Regions from separate parts of the Sus scrofa genome. Here region 1 is linked to region 2. Evidence: chromatin contacts called from public Hi-C data. All regions are on one chromosome and are shown on one strand. Each heading gives the region's core, a stretch centred on a gene start, on an enhancer-like site or on the middle of the called end of the contact. The rest is flanking DNA. Distances are from core to core; before and after follow the strand shown. Region 1 overlaps ANKRD17 (ankyrin repeat domain 17). Region 2 overlaps ANKRD17 (ankyrin repeat domain 17).

What was found. A called contact is a pair of places that touch in the nucleus more often than the background predicts.
Region 1: a contact with region 2 is called in a Hi-C map of liver, with 2.6 times the contacts expected there. The contact joins two enhancer-like sites. A contact is called at or near these places in 5 of 47 Hi-C or Micro-C datasets (blood, embryonic fibroblasts and liver) and 1 of 2 datasets of contacts at active chromatin or transcription factors (alveolar macrophages).

The regions. Positions count from the first base shown.
Region 1 is chr8:69,507,336-69,510,912 of Sscrofa11.1, reverse strand. The region is part of intron 3 of ANKRD17 (ankyrin repeat domain 17); the gene reads left to right. Among named protein-coding and RNA genes, the nearest start is that of ANKRD17, 22 kb to the left of the region's middle. Within about 2 kb of position 1,377, at least 2 of the 83 cell types and tissues checked have an H3K27ac peak or open chromatin away from gene starts, as enhancers often do. A contact at or near this core is called in liver, where this site is marked.
Region 2 is chr8:69,439,968-69,443,405 of Sscrofa11.1, reverse strand. The region is part of intron 5 of ANKRD17 (ankyrin repeat domain 17); the gene reads left to right. Among named protein-coding and RNA genes, the nearest start is that of ANKRD17, 90 kb to the left of the region's middle. Within about 2 kb of position 1,770, at least 3 of the 83 cell types and tissues checked have an H3K27ac peak or open chromatin away from gene starts, as enhancers often do. A contact at or near this core is called in liver, where this site is marked.

The DNA.
Region 1 (3,577 bases), core at 128-2,627, 68 kb before region 2:
AACCCTGGTGTGTTAAGAGTTAGTTAGAACACCAGATTATCAGACTGCCCTCTCCTTCTTCAAAAAAAAGACTTTATTGGAGTGAAGTCAATGTTGCTTTGTTCTGTTATACTTGTTTTTTCCCTGACGCCATCTTGGGAAAAATTCATGTAATTGATCTAGAAATGGATTTCAGATGGTAAGTGAATAGAATACTATTCTTCAACCCTTTCTTGAACATCAAATCAAAAATACATACCTTATAGATGATCTCTTTTTAGTAAATTCTCAAAAATGTGAAGTGAGAAAAATCTGTCTTAGACTCTACTCCATCTTTTAATTTATGCTGTTAGTGTGATATGCAAGGTAAATCTCTCAGCCTCACGTAAAAGGGCTATCATAAAACCTTCTTTTGGTGGGGGTCAGATGAAATATTTTTGTGAAACATTTGTGAACTATAACAGTCTCCATAAATAGTAGTTTTTAAAACTGAAGTTGAGGAAGAATGGAGAGCTTTGTGAAAATAGGGTTACTGACTGGTAATATATTTGACTGTTATTAAAAACTATAATTTAAAATTATAATTTAGAAAAAATATGACTTATTTTCCTTCATAATTCTGTTTAATTTGATCATTTTATTAAATTCATAGATTGCCAATAAAACTCTTTGGCTATAATTGCACGCCAGTTTATTGTAGGTAGAGCCAGTGTTAGCATAGGAAATGGGATTTGTAATGTGGTTTCCACAAATAATAGTTTTATGGGTTAGATGATCTTTTAGGATTGTATTCTGGGTTCACTAGATCTTTAGATTTTAAATAGAATGTATTCTTAAATTCCCCCAAAATATAAAAATTTTTACTATTTAATCATAGTATTAATAAAGAAGGACAGATAAGAGTAATGGAAGGGAGTTCCCATTGTCGTGGAGCAGAAACAAATCCAGCTAGCGTCCATGAGGATGTGAGGCCTGCAGCTGTAGCTCTGATTTGACCCCTAGCTTGGGAACTTACATATGCCTCGGATGCATCCCTAAAAACCAAAAAAAAAAAAAAAAAAAAAAAAAAAAGTAATGGGAAATGCAACAACTTTTTCCTACTCTTTATCTCCTTTTCTGGGAATGATGATGCAAACCCTGTCTCTTTGACTTCTCTGGTGTAGGCTTAACAGGTGATTCAGCAGTTCTAGATAAAGTGGCAAAGTATCAAAGCAAAGATCTAACCATTCTGTTTTCTAAATCTCAGAACCTTTAAAACATATCCCTAACTTGCTTTGTGGATTATTCTTTCATTTGTGCCTTTCCTTCCTTTTTTGTCTTACTCTTACCCAGTATTATCACCTCACAGTCTGTGATCCTCTCCGTTATTTGACCCAGCTTTCTGGCTCCAACCCAAACTCTTAGTGCTAAAGTTCTCTTTGCCAGAGCCTAGTTCTGGGATATATTTTAAGTTGTTAATATGCTTTAAGTAAACAGGAGGTCTTTTCATATGTAGAAGTTCTTGTCTCCTTTTAGTGTTATCACCAGATCCTCTTGTTTTGTATGCTAAGACATAAAAAACATGGGCTTGGTATTGCAACTTTTTATCTTCCACACATGAACAACTTTGTTTTACTTCCCATGAAACCCAGAAGAACAGAATAGCACCAGACCTATTCATTGGCTTAGGCAGCCTTGAACATTAAAGTTCATACATCTTAATCAAATACCAAGGTCTTCCTGACGTTATTGCTAGAAGTATCCCTGAGAATCTTAATCAAAGGGCAGTTAGGGAGAAGAGTCAGATTCCAGTTTCATTAAATCCCAGGCATGTGAATACTTGGCAGTTTCTGTGCCTGACATAACATTATATTCCATATGAAATAACCCATTACCTTTGTATTTCTTTCCCAATATTTCTCCAGGAAAAAGTCATATATGGAAAGAGTTGGGAAACTTGCTTTTGAATCCTGTTTTAATACTACATTTGACAGTGGGAACTGTACTATTTAAACCTCATTTTCTTCATCCATGTTGGAGCTAATAATTTTTTTTTCTAACAGGTGGAGGTTATATATCTAACACACTGTCTCATATGTTGAATGTATTCATTATTTAGGTTTTTTTGTACTTACATGTTAAATGCAATTCTTGAATGAAGGTTTATTGTTTTTTCAGCCAGGAGCAGTTTTCTTTACCTTTTTTCGATCATGGATTTTAGTTAGATTCTGATGAAAACTGTGGACCTGTTCTTCCTCAAATGTACTTAAATACATACAATACAGCATTTTGCAAATTGTTTCAGAAGGATTGTAGTTTCTGAGGCATAAATCTATGAACCATGGATTATTTACCTTAGGTTAAGAGTATTGCATTTCATCTTTCATACTTTGAGGAGTTCAGTTATCTTCTGTGCTTTTTATCACCTCTAAAATTATAAAGTAAACAACTCCTTCCATACCTCTGTCCACATAATCACACCAAAGCCAAAGAAATTTTCTTCCAGAGGTTGCCACTATATAACCATTCAGAGTTTTCTCTGGATAGACAATAGATTAAAATATTTTAAATCACTATCAGCCTTTCCTCCCTTGTTCTTTTTGAAACCATTGGAATCTTAACTCAGGGAAAAAACTAGTTAAGATAGAATTGGTTTTTATATCTGCCTTTTTTTCCCCTAGAGGTATGAAAGATGTCTTATGGAATGATAAGATGTATTTAATAAAATTTACAGCTATTTCCTCATTATATGTTTAACACCAAACTATGAAGCTTTAGTTTTATTTCTTCAGGTTTATTTTATAGCTATTGTTTTGACTTTTCTTTTTAAAATGGTGGATTGAATACATTATTTAACTTCCTTTCTTCCCAACGTCCCACTTAAATAGTTTAAAGGTTTAACTAAACCACAGTTTTGAAAAGCCTGAACAGATGTTATTACAATGGTTAAACCACCTTGCAGCAGAACAAAAGAACATCATTAGCTCTGTAACTTTATGTATGCTCAGATTTGGAGAAGGAGGGGAGAAGACCCAGCTTTAGGCATGGGTAAGTCTAGATTTGAATAATAACATCAGTACTAGTTTTTTCTTCAACATTTTTAGTCTCTCTTTTCTTCTGTATTAGTTTTATTTTCAAATTTGGCAAAGATGGCTGCCAAAGGAGAGGGGGATGGGACATTCTAGCCAGACCTGGGTCATGTGGCCACCCCAAGGGTGACTAGGAAAACTGACCTCCAGCCAAATCACATGGAATATTTTCCCCACAGACAAAAAGGCTTATGGTACTGAAAAAATGAGGCAGGGAGAAAGCATGTTGAGCAGTAAAATTACAGTTCCCAGTCCACTGTAGGTATTATCAGGAGACCAGAAATTTTGAAGAAGATGTAAAGTTCATGAAATCAGATTGACAGCAAAATCTCAGAGGAAATTGGAACTCATGATGCCAGAGGTAAGCTCAGGTTTTCCTAGGGGAACATCGGAAAGACTCTCAGCTTGGAGTCAGCAAATACAAAGAATGGTAGTAGGCAAGTGGGTAATAGAAGTATTTTTTAAAGATTTATTTTCCAAATCTTTAGTTGGACCTCCTTCCCACCCTTTCTCCAGTCTAAACAGCTCTA
Region 2 (3,438 bases), core at 521-3,020:
TGACAAATAGCAGAGCTGGGACACCAGTGTCTATCTGACTACAAGGATGACTTCTTACGATATTATAAAAGATCTTTTGCTATAATGTTTCGGTGACAAAAAAGGAAGTGATTTCTAATGCCGTTTTCTACTTCATATGCATAGTTTGACCATTATATTTTATTTTATTTTATTTTATTTTATTTTTTTGTCTTTTGTCTTTTGTTGTTGTTGTTGTTGCTATTTCTTGGGCCGCTCCCGTGGCATATGGAGGTTCCCAGGCTAGGGGTCGAATCGGAGCTGGAGCCACCAGCCTACACCAGAGCCACAGCAACGCGGGATCCGAGCCGCGTCTGCAACCTACACCACAGCTCATGGCAACGCCGGATCGTTAACCCACTGAGCAAGGGCAGGGACCGAACCTGCAACCTCATGGTTCCTAGTCGGATTCGTTAACCACTGCGCCACGACGGGAACTCCAGTTTGACCATTTTAAAAGGCAAGGTTTTTATTTGTTTTATGAATGTTCAAAAAATATCATAAATCTAGTTTCCATAAGTTGAATGTGAGTTCCAGGGACTTTCTTGTTTTGTGTCCTACAATCCCTATTATGTAGTACTTCACAGTTAGTAAGGACTCAGTAAATATTTTGTGACTTGACCTTTTAAGTTTTTCTGATGATGTTATGTATTAAAGGTCATACCATTTCATATATAAAACAATATGGATAGTATAGTGAAAAATATAATGCCAAGGATGCAGCTGGCAGAAAATCATTAATAGTCCTTATTGTCTTCACTCCTCAGAGGCTTCTTTTTTTCCCCTCTAACTAAAAAGAAACCATTTTATTTATAGTTGACCCTTTACCTATAGGTCTGAACTGCACAGATCCTTATACACAGATTTCAGTTTGTGGTTGGTTGAATCCATGGTTGCATGAATGTGGATATAGAGGCACCATGATATGGAGGAACTGCATTTATGCAGGTCTAAGTTATTTGCAGATTTTCAGCTGAGTGGAGTATGGGCACCCCTAACCTCCATGTTGCTCCTGGTCAACTGTGTTTTAGCAGATGCGTTTAAATAGTTGAGAGAATGAGAGTATTCTTTGGTATATGAGTTTAGAGATGAAATATAGCACTTAAGAATCATCTTTTGGAGTTCCTCTTGTGGCGCAGCAGAAACAAATCTAACTGGGAACCATGAGGTTGCAGGTTCAATCCCTGGCCTCGCTCAGTGGGTTAAAGATCTGGCATTACTATGGCAGTGGTGTAGGCCAGCAGCAACAGCTCCAATTAGACCCCTAGCCTGGGAACCTCCACATGCCTCAGGTGAGGCCCTAAAAAGACAAAAAAAAAAAAAAAAAAAAAAAGAATCATCTTTTATATAATAGTGTTTTTATGCAGCATCATTTAAGACCGTGAAAGAGAGGTTAATATAGCATTAACAAAAGTGTGAAGTTGATGTTATTCTTGGCTCTGTGTTCGTTGTCGTTCATCTGACATCATTCATTATAGTTATCTTTAGGTTCTATTCCTTAGTTAACTTTCAGTTTTACAGGCCTACAATATTATTGATACTCTTCAGATATTTTTCATGTGGTGTCTTATGAGACTGGCAGAAGAGTATGTTAAAGCTACTTCAAGCAGGAAATAGAATAGAAAAAAAATAAAGAGTTACAGGTTCTTTGGCACTGAAAATACTGTAAGTGATCAGCAAAACAGTAGAGCATGCTTGTGACAGTCATATTTGTTCAGCAAATGTTGAGAAATAATTGAGTACATTGAGTACTATGTGCTAGACTTTACAGTAGTTAAGTGTTGTGGCGTGTGCCAGTTTTAACTTTGCTCACAAGTTCTGAAGTTCATCTGTTGGCTAGAATAGTTCCGAAAGGTTATTTTAAAGCTTACACGGAGGAAATTGAATGAGATTTCAAATGGGGAAATAGAGGGTATGTGCCTGAGAAAGAGAGAGAGGATGAGAGACCACCTGAAAGGAAAAAAAAAAAAAAATGTTCTTATATAGGAAATGTCTTGTGGAAAGGATTTGTCCTAGACTGAGAACACTGGATCTAGCAACTGTCAGTGCTATAAAATGGGAAATTGAGACAGTTTTATTAAGTGCTGTTCAAAGCTTTCATTTTGGCAAGGGGAGAGTACATTTAACAAGTAGGTGAACTATATAGTATGGCATAAAATGAATGATAAGGTTATGGGCAGAGAAATTGGGGAAGTGCTAAGGCAGTGTTTAAGGTGAAGATCACATTGTGGGGTTTTTTTTGGGGGGGGGTTTGTTTGTTTGTTTTGTTTTGTTTTGTCTTTTTGCCATTTCTTGAGCCGCTCCTGTGGCATATGGAGGTTCCCAGGCTAGGGGTCTAATCGAGCTATAGCTGCCAGCCTACGCCAGAGCCACAGCAACGCGGGATCCGAGCCGCATCTGCGACCTATACCACAGCTCACAGCAATGCTGGATCGCTAACCCACTGAGCAAGGGGCAGGGATGGAACCCACAACCTCATGGTTCCTAGTCGGATTCGTTAACCACTGTGCCACGACGGGAACTCCACACATTGTGTTTTTAATAGGGTAATCAGAGATCCTCACCTAAGAGGTGGACTTTTTAGCAAAGACCTGAAATAAATAAGGTAGTGATCTGTGCCTACAAGAGAAACTGTCTTGTCAGAGGGACAGCAGATACATAAATCTTGGAGTTGCAGCTTAATTAGTATTTTTAATGAAAAGAAAGCCATTTTGGCTAAAGTGGAAAGAGGAAGAGTGAGAATAGTAGGTGATGAAACCAGAGAAGTAAAAGGAGAAGTATGAGATCTTACCACTGGACAGATCCTATAAAAATTTTGACCTTTACCGTGATAAGATTAGAGGCCGTTGGATGACGTGATGTGCTTTCTTATAAGCAAGATCTCTGGGTTCTTGGTTGAAAAGAGCTTGAAAGAAGAGTTCCCTGGTGGCTCAGCAGGTTAAGTTTCTGGTGTTGTCACTGCTATGGCTCTGGTCACTGCTGTGGCACAGATTTGATCCCTGTCCCTGAACTTCCAGATGCCATGGGCATGGCCAGAGATAGAGAGAGGTAGCCTGAAGGAAAGCTAGCAAGGGAGACTGCCTAGGAGACTTTGCCATAATCTGAACTAAAGATGAAGTTCTCAAATCTGGGTGGTAAAGAATAGGGGTGTAGAGGAATTCCCATTGTAGTGCAGCAGAAACAGATCCGACTAGGAACCATGAGGTTGAGGATTCGATCCCTGGCCTCGCTCAGTGAGTTAAGGATCCAGCATTGCTGTGAGCTGTGGTGTAGGTTGCAGACGCGGCTCGGATCCTGCTTTGCTATGGCTGTGGTATAGGCAGGCCCAGGCCGGCAGCTGTAGCTCCTATTTGACCCCTAGCCTCGGAACCTCCATATGCTGTGGGTGTGGCCCTAAAAAAGAATAGGGGTGTAGAATAG